Regions from separate parts of the Mus musculus genome. Here region 1 is linked to region 2. Evidence: chromatin contacts called from public HiChIP or PLAC-seq data. All regions are on one chromosome and are shown on one strand. Each heading gives the region's core, a stretch centred on a gene start, on an enhancer-like site or on the middle of the called end of the contact. The rest is flanking DNA. Distances are from core to core; before and after follow the strand shown.

What was found. HiChIP or PLAC-seq counts read pairs in DNA pulled down with a chosen protein or histone mark.
Region 1: a contact with region 2 is called in an H3K27ac HiChIP or PLAC-seq map of embryonic stem cells, with 6 read pairs. The contact joins the promoter of 1700042G15Rik here to the promoter of Ptpn3 in region 2. A contact is called at or near these places in 2 of 115 datasets of contacts at active chromatin or transcription factors (both in embryonic stem cells) and 2 of 9 other capture datasets (adipose tissue and pancreatic islet).

What each region holds. Positions count from the first base shown.
Region 1 is chr4:57,363,010-57,366,172 of GRCm38.p6, forward strand. 1700042G15Rik (RIKEN cDNA 1700042G15 gene) reads right to left here and starts at 1,283. Exons shown (of 3, transcript NR_038179.1): 1 at 1,025-1,283.
Region 2 is chr4:57,298,473-57,302,032 of GRCm38.p6, forward strand. Ptpn3 (protein tyrosine phosphatase, non-receptor type 3) reads right to left here and starts at 1,897. Exons shown (of 26, transcript NM_001384115.1): 1 at 1,809-1,897. Gm12536 (a long non-coding RNA gene) reads left to right here and starts at 1,267. Exons shown (of 3, transcript XR_003955208.1): 1 at 1,267-1,838; 2 at 3,299-3,560.

The sequences.
Region 1 (3,163 bases), core at 33-2,532, 64 kb after region 2:
GGCAGGCTCTGCTCTACAGTCCTCTAGTGGGTGTTGGTTGTGGAGAAAATTGTTGCCTCGTGTCCCTCCTCTTGGCTGCTTCTGAAGAGAGTGGTACGGAGGCTGGGGAGATGGCTCAGCCGGTGAACACAAGGACCAGAGTTTAGCCCCCAGAACCTAAGTTAAAACCCCAAACCAAACCAGTCAACCAAACGAGAAACCAAAACGTAAAAGCCAGGTATAGTGGTACTTCCTTGCAATCCTAGTACCAGGGAGGTAGAGGCGGGCAGGTCCTAGCTTATTTCTCAAACAAATGAACAAGGTATACAAGAGTCCTGAGGAAGAACACCTAAGGGTAGCCTCTGGTACACACACAGACCTGCACACATGTATATGTGCACAAATGTACAGGCAAACCCACACAAAGGTAGGTTAGAAAGTCACCAGCACTATTACTACAGCAGGCTGCCCCACTCCTCCCTCCAGCTGCAGAGTAAGAAAACTACTCTGTCTGTTCCTTCAGTTACATCACAGACAAGGTAGTACGAGGCCAGAATGCACATCGCAATGCACTCTCTTAAAAGCAAAGGCCAGAGTGAGGCCCGGCGGGGTACAGTGTGTGCTCCCTCTGAGAACATCCAGGAGGTGGTAGAACTGTCTTATGTAACTCTCCAGCCAACCCCGTAACACAGGGGCCACTGTACCTATTTTAACAGACAAAGAAATGGAGGCCCCAAACAAGCTTTAAGCCCTCCTTGACCTTGACCTGGCTAATAAATAGAAGAGAAAAAAAAATTTGAACTCAGGTTTTGTTTGAAAATTTTCATCATCAATGCTCAGGATTCCCTTTCCTCCTTAGGAAAGGGAGTTTGATTCTGAGGCAACTTTTCTAATCTCCTGTGGTCATAGGTATCAGAAGGTGGCCAGGACCTACAAACCTCTCCTGTACCCAGGTTCTTTTCTACCTGTATGGCCTGAGTCCTCACTTCTAGCTGGATTTAGCTGCTAGATCAGAGCCTCTGCCTGGAAGAGGCTATATTCTTACCAAAGGCCCATCCTTTTCATATCTGTCACCATGGCATCTGCACCAGGCAGTTTCTAGAAGAGTGACTTCAACTTCGTCTTCTGTGCAGTCGGGCACATCTCGGTCTTCTAAGGGCCAGGAAGAACCCCAAAACGAAACAGCTGACCACAGGCTCTCCTCTCCTCAAATGCTTGGGGTCATTCCCCCTGAACCAGCAATCAAGAGGCACTGCTCTGTGCTCCTGCCACCAGTATGACTGTTGAGGAGTCAAACTGTCACTAGAGTCCAGCCAAAAGGCTTCTCTGACATCACTGGTGATGCCATCACATTCTATGGTCCAGTGCCAACGGACAGCAACTGTATGAACCCTCCAAGGGAATTTTTTTTTCACTAGAAATCCCTATAGACATGCTTCTGTGATAAATATGTGAAGTATAACATGTATGAAAGCACACCCATTTATACATGCATTTGGTGGGTTTTGATATACTTATGTATCTTCTATCTTTATATCATCTATATGATCAATTTAAGGACTGTTTTTAGCATCCTAAAAGATTCTCTGCATCCTTAATTACTTTTCTACCCACTCTTTAGTTTTAGTACCCATGTGCTTTTTGATACACACACACACACACACACACCACACCACACTTATAAACAGAGAACATACTTAGCAATGAAATGAATAATCTTTCTGTTCCTTCTAGCTAGTCTCCTGAAACATTAAGTCTGGCTGGCCTCTGATCTGGTATATGTGCCTGTGGTCTTTCAGGGCAGTTAAAGCATTGTTGTGGTCTGTTTCAGGACACACTGGGTGATCCTGGGACATCTGCCCCACAGACTCCCAGCTACTCCTCTCTACCTGCTTCTCGGGGTGGCTGAACTCCTTCTGAGAAACCCTGTTCTGGGGAGCTCTCTCTGAGGAACTTGACTTTCCTGGTAGCCTGTAGGGCATGCCAGCTTTAATAAAGACCTCAGTCTATCCCTGGAGAAACGACGACAGCTGTGACATAGCTGCATTTCCTCCAAACCTTGCAACCAGTCACAGACTGTCAGGGAAGAAAGTTACACTGGGCTCTATTTTACACTGGGCTCCATAGTAGCTGTGTGGACTCAGCTGGGTATTCATAGTAGACATTAGGTTTATTTCTGTACATTTGGGGTGAGAGACAAGCTTGTTTCTTTTTTCTCAGAAGATCTTAATTTTTTTTATTACATCAATTGATAGTGTGCAGTATGTATTGTGTAGTGTGTGTGTGTGTGTATGTATGTATGTGTTTGTGTGTATATGTGTGTGTGTATGTGTGTGTATGTGTGTATGAGTATGTGTGTGTGTATATGTGTGTGTATGTGTGTGTGTATATGTGTGTGTGTATGTGTGTGTGTGTATGTGTGTGTGTATATGTGTGTGTGTATGTGTGTATGTGTGTGTGTAGTGTGTGTGTATGTGTGTATGTGTGTGTGTAGTGTGTGTGTGTGTGTGTGTATGTGTGTGTGTAGTGTGTGTGTATGTGTGTGTGTGTGTAGTGTGTGTGTGTGGTGTGTGTGTATGTGTGTATGTGTGTGTGTGTATGTGTGTATGTGTGTGTGTGTGTGTGTGTGTGTGTGTGTGTGTGTGTAGGTCAGAGGACAGTTTGCAGGAATCAGTTCTTCAGTTCATTTCTTCCACAGTGTGGCTCTGGGGATCACTTTTGGATCATACTTAGCAACAAGGAGCTTGTCCTGCTGAGCCATCTCGCCAGCCCCTGTCTCTCTCTTCATCTCCTGGGTGTGGTATAGTGGCTAGGCCTCCCCTGCCTTGTCTCCCGTCATGATGTATTGTGGTGCCACAGGGCCAAGACCCACGGATGGAGACTTTGAAGCTCCTAGCCTTTCCTCCTGCTAAGTTGTTTACTGGCAGGATTTTGTCACAGCGGTGGAAAGCTGACTCACGATGAGCTGATCTCAGATGTCAAACGATTTAATCAGAATATTTAAATGCTGCAGAACATCATGTTTGACAGTGATGGAATTAAGCTAGAAATCAATACTAATAATAGACAAAAAAAAATTTGAGAGCTCCCTAAATACCTGGAAATGAAACAACATACTTTTAACCCAATCACCAATGGAAGGAGAATAAGGAAAACTATAAAATATTTTTAAAAACTGAATGAA
Region 2 (3,560 bases), core at 647-3,146:
GATTTAATCATCGGGAAAGACATCTGTGTAAGACACACATGGCAGTCTTATCCAGAAGAAAAAGCTCTGCCCCCAGAACCAGAAGCATGGTTTCCTCCATCCCAGTCATACCCAGGACGGTACAGTTGCCTGCTCAGAGCCTCAATGTCTTCCTCTATAAAATGGGATCGTGACACCAGTCTCAGAGGGAGACCTGTAAAACTGAAATGAGATAGTCCACATACCTAGCACAGCTCTGCAAGGTGACTGCAAAGGTTCGATATTATCATTGAAAAAAAAGAAAACAAAAGTCCAGATGAAATCCTCATTTAGCCTAGGTTACACAGAAGGCGGAGGCTATCTCACTCAGTTAATTCTACTAAAAGGGGAAAGAGGGACGACACGGGGGGTGGGGTGGGGGAGGGGTGGAGGTGGTGAGGCACTTCAACCCAGACACTATATAGAGGCATTCCTGGTAGGCACGGTCGGAAGCAGGCTGCTACTGGAACCTACTGAGCAGAGGCTTTTGGGCACTCTGTAATGCACAAGGAGCAGCCACCACAAAGAACGATCAAACCCGCTGTGAGAAGCTAAGAGACCCCCGCTCCCCAATCCAAAAACATAAGGTTAAGCATGAGAGCTTTGCAGAATATGCATCTTTTTCCCAACCAGGATTTCCAATTCATCCGCTTCGACATTTGCAAGATGGATCATCTTGCAAAAATAGTTCTTTCTGTGAGGCCCGAGTGTCAACTTCTGGAGTTTCGGAACTCACAAAGACTGCCATTAAACAAGAGCAGCTCACCACCGCTCTGTGGAGTTGCTTTTTTCAAAGCCTCAGCAGACGTTCTCCTGGGCACAAACACAGACCCAGAAAATGACTGCCTAATTCTACCTTCCTGACAAAATGGGAGCCATGAGGGTCTCTAACTGAATTAAAATCACATCACGCCAACTGCTCGCTTGCTTTATGCCGGGCACGGAGCCAAACACCTCCACACCATTTATCCTACTTAATCCACCACCAACCAGGCGAGGTGGGCATTATTGCTGCCTGCGTGCAGTGGAGGAAATGGAGGATCAGAGAGGTTAAACGACTCGTCCAAGGTCACCAGCTGGCCAAGGGGAAGAGCCCAACTTGAACCTAGGTCTAGAGTTTCCCAACCACAAGTTCCCTGTACCTTCACGGAACACCCAGGTGTCAAGTTATCTTAACTTCTCATGAATTTTTTAAAGGCAACCCTCAAGTTCGTAATAAGTTTAGGAGGCAGCAACCGGGGGCGGGGGTTTCCGGGCGCGCTCTCTCCCTGCACAACGCAGCAGTGTCACACCGCAAGTTACCAGAGAAGCCACCCCGGTCGCCCGCGGAACGGGGCGGATTGGTTTGGCACTGGAGTTCGTGCCAGGCCCAGGAAATGCCATCTTTGCAATCTGAAGGGGAATTCGCCCCGGGTGGCTGAGCTTCGGGGACCGCGGAGAGCTGGATCCCCGCAGCGGTGCGCCCCCTCTGCCGGGCTGCGGATACCTCGGCGCCAAGCCCAGGGCTCGGCCAGACTGGAGCGCACGCCCACGCCCGCGCCGCTGCGTCCAGAACGCCCAGCCTTTTGCCGCCCACGCCCGCGCCCCGCCCCAGCCCCGCCAGGTGATCCGGGCCTGCGCCCCCCGGATGCCCGACGTGGCGCGGAGACCTGGGGCTACCAGCTCAACCGCTAGTCCTCCCGCGTGTCCGCCGAGCCCCGGACCGGGTGGGGGTTGGGTAAGCCCCGCGTGTCCGCGATCGCAGCAGCCCGCGCTCCGACCCTCCCCGCAGAGGACCCAGTCTCCCATACCTGCAGCATCCGGGGGCGCGGGGCGCCCAGGTAGGTCGCGCGGGCGGGCGGCACTGAAGCTCGCTCGCGCCGCGACCTGGCCGCCGTCTGAGCATGCCCAGTGCAGCCCGCGGGCGGCTCCCGCCGGCCCGGCTGTGGCCGCGACGGGCCCGCGCGCGGGGCGGGGGACCCGGGACAGGGGCGGGCCCGGGGCAAACTCGTGGGACGCTGCCACTGGCCTCCGCAGACCACCTGCCAAACTCCCGCAGACCTCCAGGTCCCCTGGCTCACGCACGCAGCCATTCGTGCTTTTAGCATTTATTGAACACCTACTGTGTGCCTGGCTTTCCCGGATTGCATGCCTAAGAATGGCAAGGGCTTGGCGCTCAACGAATCTGAAATGACAGCGAGCCTTGCGCGGTGGCTTCGTGGCTGAGTTGGGGGTCTCGCTGACTCCAGCGGCTCCGTGGCTGAGTTGGGGGTCGCAGGGCTCCTTTGCTGGTCCTAGGACACCAGGCAGGTTAGCCCTTCCCAAAGCCTATAGGGCCCCTAGTGGCGGGCGTTCCAGCCGGCCTCTTCCGCCTCCTCCCACACCTGTCTTCCTGCGCTCCGACTGCACCTTCCTCCCCATCATACCCTCTGAACTTGACCCGCCTGGAGACCTTTACACTGCCTTTCCCTCGAGGTAGGACGTCTTTTGCCCTGCTTTGCTGGTGTTTCGAGCCCTCTCACCATTCAGGTGCCTCTTGTAGGAGAGACCTTTCTGGCTACCTTTCTAAATTAGCCCTGACCTCTTGCTCCCTCTCCAAGTCCATTACCGCACTCCAAGCATGTATCACTTATCCATTCAACAGTTACTTACGTTCTTCACACTTAATATATAGACAAAATCTCTGCCCCTTGTTGGGAGTTTAGAAGGGACTTTCTCGCAACAAACAACAGGTCCGTAAACAACGCAGGGTATTAGGTGATAAATTCTAAGAACAGGGGAAAGGAGCCAGGCAAGAAAGATAGGGGGTGGCCCGGTGAGAGCTGGTGGAACAACCAGATCAGGTGACAAATACCATTCAGTCACGCAGCTAAACAAGGAAGCTTTCTTGGGACGATAAAGCCGGTGCAAAAACAAAACAAAAACAAAAACAAAAAAACCTCAAAACAAAACGAGCGCAAGCTTTGTGCCCGTGAAACGGAAGGGCGAGCGGAGGGGCTGCTGGAGTATGTTGCCGGCTGTCTCTCGCGACTTAGATTTCCCCCTTAAGGAGTACCTCCCCTCTGTGTCAGCTCGGTAACTCCGCCTCTCAAGAGACCCAGCCTCTAAACGACGCTTGGCTTCCAGTAAGAACTAAAAACGTTTTGTTGAATGAATATGATAACAAAAGGATGGAGAGATGGTTAGGATTCTATGGTCGGACCTGGGTGCTAGATATCCCGAGAACCTTTTGTTCCCATGTCACCACGAGACCCTCAGCCGTGCCTGACTTCCTGGCTTAGATCCCGGTCTCTGTCCCAAGGTAGTGCACCGCTGCAGGCGCCGCCAGAACCTCGCGTCCGGGGAATTCCTACAGAGCCCGGAGTCCTAGGGGTTGCACTGTCCTGGCCCCGCCTAGGATCGCACGCAAAACCTGGAGCTCGGGCGCCAGGGCAGCACTTTTCGGAGTGGCGGGGAGAGCACTGGGCATGCTCGGAGCCATGGGAGCCCAGCGTCCGGAAGGAAGAACCCCCAGAGGGATTGGCGAAGCTGCCCACTGAGTCCCACCTGGCCGTCAGTCTTCT